Linked DNA regions of Mus musculus: region 2 is linked to region 1. A link is a contact called in public Hi-C data. All regions are on one chromosome and are shown on one strand. Each heading gives the region's core, a stretch centred on a gene start, on an enhancer-like site or on the middle of the called end of the contact. The rest is flanking DNA. Distances are from core to core; before and after follow the strand shown.

Region 1 (4,817 bases), core at 540-3,039:
TGTGTTCCTCCTTGTTCTTTGGAGGCAGATGCTGCGGGTATAGCCCCTTTCTTCCTTTGGCGGGGTAACTCTGGTGAGAAAAATTTACAGCAATTGATTTTGTTTTGTTTGTAGCTGTGGCTATAAAAACTCTAAAGCAAAAGCAAACAGTGCTCATGGGGCAGGGGCACGATGGTGCATGGGTCCACCATTCGCTTTATGGTCCTGATGATGCTAACTCTAGTACAAGGTGCAATGAGTCTGATTGTGCCACTTCTATATGCTTTGGGCTAAGTCACGTGTTCCATTGTGCCTAGGCCGGCTACAGGGGAACTGCATTTAATTCTTTGCCTGGCTACTCAGTCCACCAAAATGGCAAAAGAGCTTCTCAAGGGTCAGGTACCAGCCCTGGAACAACACATTACATACCACAGATGTCTGAATAAAAGTAACGGTGGGAAAGTCTCTCGCAGGGCTCACTCTTTGTTAGGGAATGAAGGGGTGGGGGTGTTAGCAAACCAGGAAGAGTGGACTTTGTCATGTGCAAATATGGTGACCGTAAATGGCGCTGGGGGCCTTTCCATTGTCCCCTGAGTCTGCCATGGGAGAAAGCGGGCCAAGGGGAAGAAAGACACGTTTGATAGAGTTGTGAAGAATGTTTGAATGGAGACTGGGTGTTGGGCATTGTCTTGCAGTGACCTCAATTCGGTACAGTAGAGACCCTTGAAGGCACTGTCTGAAGTCACAATACTGCCATTCTCCTCCGTTTAGTAAAAGGGATTAGTTAAAAGGGTGGCGTTCCGTGCCCAGAGTTCCAACTATTCCATGAAACAAAAGGCCCGAAATGTTTTTGAAGTTATTTTTAATTGAGTTGAACTAATTTAATAAAGGTCCTACGGAGGAAAAAAAAATAAAGGAATGTGATTGTTTTATGATTCCTCACAGATGGAGTGGACATTTATAGCTTGCTTTTCCTTTAGTGTTCCAGAGAACAGTAGCCCCATTTACAGCTACTGTTAGCAATTTAAAACTGCTCCAAAATGAAGTCTTTCAAGAAGTTGACAGCTTATAAATAAATCTGTCTGATAAAACTGAACATAAACTGCATCTGTGGTTAGTTTGCCAAAATTAATTCTACATTTAATTAGAGATAGCAGTCAAACATATTTAATAAAAAACAGTCTTGGAGAGTAAATCAAATGAAGTCAGTTTTTCGCAGACGTTAAGCTTTCTGGTTTTTTTTTTTTTTTCTTTTGGAAGGAGTGATGAAAAGCCCTCACCTCTCTGATTGCCTGTTCTGTGGTATGGAGAGCTCTAGGGAGCTGGGGAAGCCAGTGAGCTCCGCTCTGCTTCCAAAGGTTCCTCCGTCAGCTAAAGAGAGAAAATGATCACTCTGCGGTTTATCTATAGCTCATCACTGCAGTTTACTTTGATGCTCTAAATATTAAAGCCGCAAGTCACAGGCATATTACGATTAATAATTCCAGAGGCCAGCTGAACTGATCCACACTTGTAAACAAACAGCATGTGAGAGTCTCCTTTAAAGGGGTTTAAAATTTCTTGGGAAATCTTGAATTGTTTTTTGAGAGACAGAGACAGAGAGCCGGGTGGGTAGGTAGGTAGGTAGGTAGGTAGGTAGGTAGGTAGGTAGGTAGCTAGGTAGGTAGGTAGATAGGTAGGTAGGTAGGTACTTAGGTAGACAGATTATAGAATGACAGATAAAAAGATAAATGGCTAGGTCAGCGGCAGGCAAAGACTTTGGGCCATGTGATTGGCCTATTAAATATTTGCTCGTGGCATGCTAAAGAGCTGTGGCAACCTGAGGAGTCACATTACACACGAAACTCACAGGTCCATCCCAAAGCAGCAATGTTCTACCACAACAGTGACTGATAGTTCAAAGAACAAACCAGCAGTTCTTCAAACATTGGGAAATCCAACAAAGTCTAAAGTACTGGGTAAAGTTTGCAGAGGACAATAGAAACCAATGCTAGAAAAAAGAAATTCCATGTAACGAGCCAGAAGCATGAAAGAATCCACACAGAGAATAAAGGCAACTTAGCCCAGGTTGCATTTGTTTCAGAAGTATGGTGTTTCCTTCTAGGAATTCGGGAAGTTGAACAAACACTGTCCTATATATTATGGGAGATATAGAAAACTGCTATACTTAGCTAACATGAAGCAATTTGGATTAGAAGTTAAACATTTATTTATGGAGTTTAATGTGACAGTCATAAGATGATTAATCTAGACTAAATATGTTCCCAGATAGCCACGTGTTTTGGTTGTGTGCAGTTTTAATGCTACTTCTGACTAAAATGCAAGAGGCCTTAGCTGCTTTCATTCAGTTACTGCAATATCATTTTGATTTCACATGTTCAATATCCTTTTAAAAAATAAGCTTTGGAACACAATAATTTAACTTCTCAGTAGCTTCATCGAAATTTTGATGAAAGTTTCCTTATTTGTTGTTTGTTTGTTTGAGAAAACAGGACACAAAAACAATACACACTTATTCCTCAAGTTAAAATAATTTATCATGGCCTTGAGGCTTTCCCCTCCACAAGAAAATGCAGAATGTTTATCTACCAGTTGCTTTTTATTTCTATCATGGAATAATGATACTTAAAGGCTGTTGTGTTATAGCTGCTTAATAATTTATTAAAATACAGATCAGTTATAGGCAATAAGTGGTATTAAGTTAAGTAACAAAGGGTTAACTGGTTCAATTATACTTTACCATGTAAATCATTAATAGCATGAGTGGTTAATCGTTTTCACTGGACAAATATGTAAATAGGAGATAGACAGACAGACAGATACACACACATATATGTCCATATACATACATATATATATGTGAGGTAGGAGTTAGACAGTCTTGTAGATGCACACACATACATACACGTACATATACATATATCAATGTATACATGTGATCCAAAGGAATGATTATTTTAATTAATTATTTAAAACTAAGATAAAGAAAACACTTGTTTATCATTGAAGGATTAGAGCAAAGATAATTGATGCAGCCCCATGATTTAATAAATGTCCCTTTCATATAGTAAAAATACATTTTTAAGAAACATCAAAATTTTTGTCCCCCAGAACTATGAAAAATATCTTTAAATTGTTTTAATTTCACAACTAGATTTAACTTGTCAAATGAAGAGTTGTTGGTTTGTTAGCAGTTACAGTTATGAGTTATCAGTTAACTCTGGCTCTTACAGCCATGTAGACAATTCTTCCAGCTAGTGAGCCAGTGCTGGGCCAGCCACTTTCCCAGGCATTCTTTTCGTCAAGGTGGTACGCCATCTTTAGAATGCAGGGCCTGGCTGGGTTTTCTGTAAAGCAACATTTGGACTTTAGTTCTATGACGAAAGCATTTCGCCATGTTAAAATACCTTCACTTCCTTTGATAGTTCTGTCTGACTCCATGCTGTGACATTTAGTACAGCCACTTGATGTGGACAGCAGACACTTCATGTCTGGAAATCACTGTAGATTCTGCTGAGCCTCAGAAGTCAACAATTGATGCTAAAGAGAGAAGCGGGAGAGTTGAGTCTCTTAAGACATTGTTGGTCTTGAGATAATTATCTCTCTGCTTTAGAAATTCTCTTCTGAAAATAAAACTTGCCATTCCCTCATTCTGGGAAAAGTGGGATTTTATTAAGAAAGCTTAATCAAGTATGTCTAATATATAAGGCCATCATATATGCTAGATCTCTAAAATGATAGAGATAGAATAGATAAATATAGATACAAATGATATAGATATGGATATGGATTATAGTTCATTCTAGAGGTAGTCAAGTTGACAACTGGAAGTGTGTTTTATAAAAAAAGATAAGAAGAGGAGGAATATGTTTGGTGGGGGTGTAGTCAGGTAAGGCGAAGGGGGTGCCTCCTAGGGCCCATGCTGAGGCATCCCTTCCCCCTGAGGGACCAGAGATGCCACAAGATGGTAAAGTGCCACAAGATGGTATAGTATAGAATAGAGTTTATTCAGGGCATAGGGAGGGGAGTTGAGAGGGTAGTAGAGGCAGAGAAAGGCAGAGAGAGAGAGAGAGAGAGAGAGAGAGAGAGAGAGAGAGAGAGAGAGTAGTGGCCAACCATGAGCATGTGGAGAAAGAGGGGGGAGAGGAATGGGGAGAGAGGACAGAGAGGGAGCAAGAAGGCAAGTGGAGGAGAGAGAGGAGGGGGCAAGCAGCCCCTTTTATACTGAATCAGGCACAATTGGCTGTTGCCATGTAACTGTAGGGTGGAGCTTGCACAAAATGCCAACTGTGTAGCCATCAAATCTGCAAACATGAGTGTTTCTTCCTGGCTGGAATTCTCCTGTCTCCTGTTACAGGTCCACTTGTCTCAGTGATAACACCAGTGATCTTTATGGTGTTAATATGGCTCAGTGGGTAAAGTGCTTGCCTTGCAAGCATAAGATCTGGACTAAATCCCCAGAGCTTACACTAATGAGCTAATGGGTGGCATAGGCTTGTAATGCCAGTGCTGGAGAGGCTGAGACAAATATATGTCTAGGCCTCACCAGCAAGCCATCTTAGGCTCCTAGACAGTCTCTAGACCATGGAGAATCTTTGTGTCTGAAGAAGAAGAAAAAGAAAGATGTATTATGCCTGAGAAACCATACATAAGCTTGTCCTTTGACTTCCATGAATACGTGCCCCCCACATGCACACACATGTGTACACACACATGAATACGTTTCAGAGGGATGTATCTCTCTGTGTAAATTAGTAATCTCTTTTCATTGTTTCCAAGGTGTGTATGTGTGTCCTTATGTGCATGTGTTCGTGTGCACATATGCACACGGAAGCCTA
Region 2 (4,884 bases), core at 996-3,495, 190 kb before region 1:
TTTCTTCCCAACTTGCCTTTTGGCCATGGTTTGTTTTTTGTTTGTTTGTTTTGTTTTGTTGTTTGTTTGTTTGTTTGTTTGTTTGTTTCAGAGCAACAGAAACCCTAACTGAAATAACACTAGAAACTAAATCAACTAAGAAAAAAAAAAGATTAGTTTAGTGTTGGAAAGAATACTTCCATAATTGAGTAAACTGTCAAGTCCTTTGGGACCTTAATGTATGTTCGTATATGTGATACGCTCTGTGCTCTCTCTAGGGGGCTGTCTTTTCCTTACTTATATGAAATCATTGCATTATCAATATCCTTATCAGTATTTCTTTGGGTGTGTATAAAGGTGTATGGAAGTAAGAGGGCACATCAACTGTTGATTCTCAGACCTCTTTCTCTCTCTCTCTCTCTCTCTCCCTATTTATTTATAATTTGAGACTGCATCATTTTTTTTTTAATGGTCTGGAACTTGCCAAATAGTTCAGATAGGCTGGCCAGGGCCAAGACAACCCAGCATGTGGAATTATGCTCATGTACTACCATGCCCAGCTTTTTATCTGGGCTCTATAGATTAAAACCATGTCCTGGAGCTTGCAAGGAAAGTGCTTACTGACTGAGCCACCTCGCCAGCCCCAATGCCATTGGCTTCCTATCACTGATAGCATCAGGGAGGAAATACTTCTACAAGCTCCATGGCCTTCTCTATGAAGATAAAGCTTCCAGGATCCTTATCCTGCTCCAAGCAAGACCCAGTTCCCCTAGCACTGCCTTTAGATTTGCATGTGGGCTCAAAACAATTTCCCAGTCTGTGACGAAGCCTCCTTAATCCTGTGAGACAGTAGAAGGTCTAATCATATTAAGATCATGATGAAGATCACAAAATATTTTTCTGTCCTCACATGATTATGAAAGCCCTGGTCTGTTCTCCATGGGCTTGCATTAATGCATGAAGGTACATCCATATAACACACAAATTAGTATCTGTATATTTTACAGTAGCTAAAGTATTTTAATAAGTTCATTAAAGAAACTTGCAGAAACCCTGAATTTATTTTTCAAATACGTTTTGGCTTATTTATGCAAAGTCAAAGCCATCAGCGAGTTTGGAAAGAGCTGTTGCAGTTGGGTCTATATGGACGCGTTCTGAGGGAGCTCCCAGATGGCCCTGTTAGAAGCTGGACCATTGGAGATGCAGGCCTCAAGGGTATGAGTCAAGACCTCATTCCATGAGTTCCTGAGTCTCACAACCTTCCTCAGCCTCTGCCCCTTGAAATGCAAGCATCAGTGGCAGCATAGAAAACCCACAGAAGCCTTGAAACTGAAGCAATGAGATCAGAAAATAGGTTAGATAGGTCAACACTGTGCCATGTGGTCACTGTTGGTAGACCAGTTGGCCTGCTCTTGGCTTACCTTTCATTGTGTGTTCAGTTTAGGTAACACATCTTCCTTCTGCCATGCATTTCGGTCATATTGTTTCTTTCTTTCTCTCTCTCTCTCTCTCTCTCTCTCTCTCTCTCTCTCTCTCTCTCTCTCTCTCTCTGTGTGTGTGTGTGTGTGTGTGTGTGTGTTTTCCTGTGTTCGATAGTATTCTCTATTTTTTTGTAGTTAAACTATGTAACTACAAACAATTTATGGGATGCTTTTATTTCTTAAACATTCCTCTTGTACCCCTCTACTTTGTGTTCCTAAAAGAATCCCACCAAAATTTAGTGTGTGTGTGTGTGTGTGTGTGTGTGTGTGTGTGTGTGTGTGTGTGTCCATATCCAGAAGCCAGAATAGAATGTAGGATAGCTCAGACAGGCTTTGCAGGAGCACATAACTGGTTATGTGGGTGCTGGTGTTGAAACTCTGCCCTCCATGGTTGCACAGCAAACCCTCCTAACTCCTAAGCCATCCCTTCAACCTCACATCTCAGTTTTTGACAGTGTACTTTCCCCTTTCCTGGGGATTTTGTTGACATTAGGAGAAAAAAACCAATTGAGCAAACGAAACGTCACTGTCGAGCACAGGGGAACTGGATCTTGACGTTTGTCTACAGCGCCTAATTCTTAAACTCCCTAAAATTCAAACTTCTGAGTCTCTAGAGCTGAACAGAAATCTGAGCAGGTGGTGCCTCTGAAATGCCACGCAGGAGCACGGTTTCACCCCAACCCCTTTTTTGGGGTGTGCTGCGTGTTTACTCAACATGTGTGCATTTTCTACTTGCCCATCTGGCATGGGCTCTGGGACCAGCCTTGCTGGCTGGTCTGTGTCAAGAGGACTTTAGCCTTTTCATTATAAACAGGAAAGGAATAAAAATCCTATAAAAGACCTCCCTATCTACACCCTCACTTTTGTCCTGTTGTCTCAGAGCAAGTTTTTTTTTTTTTTATGCCATTTACCTCAGAATTTGCATTGCTTATTGATTGGCAATTTGAAAATTGTGTATTGTGCTCTTTTGTTTCTGTGTCCAAGAGCTAAAACAAAAGCGACCAGAGCCTGCGAGGTGCACATTTGCATGCGGCAAGCGTAAAAAGTAATTGCTAATGCATATTTATGTGGCACAAATTTTCCATTTGTTTATGCATAAAATTATCAATAGTGCAGGGCGGCCCAGCCGTAGAAAATGGTGACCTTTTTAGCTTAATAAATAGAAATCAGCTGTTATTGTGAAGAGATCAGCCATTTATTCTGTGTTGAGGGACATTGCCGGGAAAATGCAGATCAGGGCTGGCAATATCATTAAATGGCAGGCCAGTGACCCTTTCCGTACAGTCTATTATACTTTATCTAATAGGGAATAAATGACTCTGCTTGGCAAATGGAATAAAGAACAACAGTGAGGTTTTTTTTTAATTTTTTAAAATCACTATATGGATTTTAAACCAGTAAAATCAAACAGCGAATCTCACACTGACCGACCTGTTGCTAGAATTTGCTTGGAAACATCTATTTTAAAGTTGCTTTTCTTATTTATTAGTCTCTGCCTATTTATCTTTGTACCTTGCACAATGGAAAAGTCAGTCAGGTTACATTATTCTCAGAGAAAAGATCTTTCAGCTTGCAGTTAGCATCCCACCTCCTCCCTCCCACCTTGCCCCCACCCACCCACCCACCCCCACAGCTAACTCCCACTTGGAACTGTGCTTGCCTTGAATTTAACAAGGTTGCTTTCTATTTGGCATTGTTACAACACGTAAGATGGAAGAAAGTATTGACAGATTAAAGTTATAGGGTAAGTTGAAGTGTTTTTTTTTTTAAAGTATTTTACCTTTCTTGTGATAAAAACAGTTTTTAAAAGTTAAGTAAGTAGTGCCTTTAGTTTGGGGGCTATCTGGACACATAGACTGTGCTCAACTGTTTATTCAGTATGTAAAAAAATACAACCAAAATTGCCCTCTCTTTTGTGTTCTGTGTTAAATTTTTATATTTGATAGGTGAAATGTCTTTCAGGCCCCCAGAGACCCTGGGTCTCTGCTGTATCAGTGAGCCTTTATATCTCTTGACTTCCCTCCTTACCCACAGTTCTTAAAATCATTATAGAATTGACTATTAATTAAAGTTGTGTTTGGTTTTTTAGTTTTCCTCATGCTATAGTTACAGCCTTCTGGACTTCATGAAGTGCGTGTTCTGGGCGGGATGATGCCCTGGAGGCCCTCCAGTCCTGCTCAGGGAATGAGGAAGCTCAGGGAGGCTCCCTGCGTGTAGCTCCAGAGTGGGCTCCCAACACCAGCCTGCCAGCTCAGGCCCACGGTCTCCACAGGAACGTCTTTGTAGCCCTGGTCTTTTCCTGGTTGGGGCTTCAGAGGACAGTGTGTTCTGTAGCCCATTCCTCGTGTGACCCAATATGCTCTGTAACCTGTCCATAGCATGATGGAGTAAGCTTTTACTGTCAGAAATGGGCCTGTCTTTCCTTTTGAAAGCAGAGGGTATAAATAGGATTGCACCATGGCACATTAGTTCATAAAATGAATATATTTTTATGTCATTTATAAAGAATCGACTTTAGGTCCATTAGGTCCCCTGTCCCTAGTGGGAAGAAAAACAATGATTTAATGGGCAGCTTGGAATTCCAGAAGAGCAGCAGTATTAACCTCCCATTTCTTGACTCCCTGCCCTACCACCTAAGGCTTTCTCGGAGCTGGGAGAAAGGCTCAGTGGAAAGGGTTCCGAACTAAAGTGCTTTCCTTTCCAGTCGATGCAAAGAAAACTACTGTTTTATCCAACGTCCTCTTCTGAGATGGTGGTGACTGAGATCTCATTTCTCCTGCTCTGTAATTAAATTTAGGTTCATAGCACTTATGATAATCCTAGTCACTTTGACACAACAAACACTTCTGCAAATATAATGGAATTTTCTTCCAAATTGTGGCAGTGACATGGCCATTTTTACACATTAAAAAAAAAAAAAAACAAGTCACAGTAGACACAGGAAAAAATTAATAATTTCTTCTCTCTGTCTAATCTCTTGGCATCCTGTCGTCTTACATAATATACTAAACAAAATCTGATTCTTTCTAAAACTTAACCTGATATAAAGATACTGACATTAGTAAACATTTCAAAAAAATTCATAACTTAATTTATTCTCAAGTCCTGTAACAAAAAATATAAAAATAGCAGCTCCCTCTTGTGGGAGAAATTACTGTGCCCTGCGAATGTCACCTAAAGACACGCTGAGACAAATTTTGCTTCATTTTGGGGTAAATTGAACTTTACTCATCTGTTATGTTCGGCTGATGTTACATTTCATTGAACTGAGCAAAAGTGCGTTGGGGGGGGGGGCTTGAAGGCACATTTTTATCAAAGAGTTATATTTTAATTGGCTGACTGCAGATTGGCAGTCTCTGCTTTGGCTTACTGCTGTCATTTCTACATCCAGTATTTGCAGGGATGGTATGTGTCATTTTTCAGA

The links. Hi-C and Micro-C count contacts between places; a contact is called where the count stands out from the background.
Region 2: a Hi-C map of liver shows a contact between it and region 1, with 2.4 times the contacts expected there. The contact joins two enhancer-like sites. A contact is called at or near these places in 1 of 484 Hi-C or Micro-C datasets (liver) and 1 of 9 other capture datasets (embryonic stem cells).

What each region holds. Positions count from the first base shown.
Region 1 is chr6:144,308,988-144,313,804 of GRCm38.p6, reverse strand. It overlaps a transcript of Sox5 not described here. Among named protein-coding and RNA genes, the nearest start is that of Gm38531, 100 kb to the right of the region's middle. Within about 2 kb of position 1,789, at least 36 of the 459 cell types and tissues checked have an H3K27ac peak or open chromatin away from gene starts, as enhancers often do. A contact at or near this core is called in liver, where this site is marked.
Region 2 is chr6:144,501,367-144,506,250 of GRCm38.p6, reverse strand. It overlaps a transcript of Sox5 not described here. Among named protein-coding and RNA genes, the nearest start is that of Sox5os3, 170 kb to the left of the region's middle. Within about 2 kb of position 2,245, at least 10 of the 459 cell types and tissues checked have an H3K27ac peak or open chromatin away from gene starts, as enhancers often do. A contact at or near this core is called in liver, where this site is marked.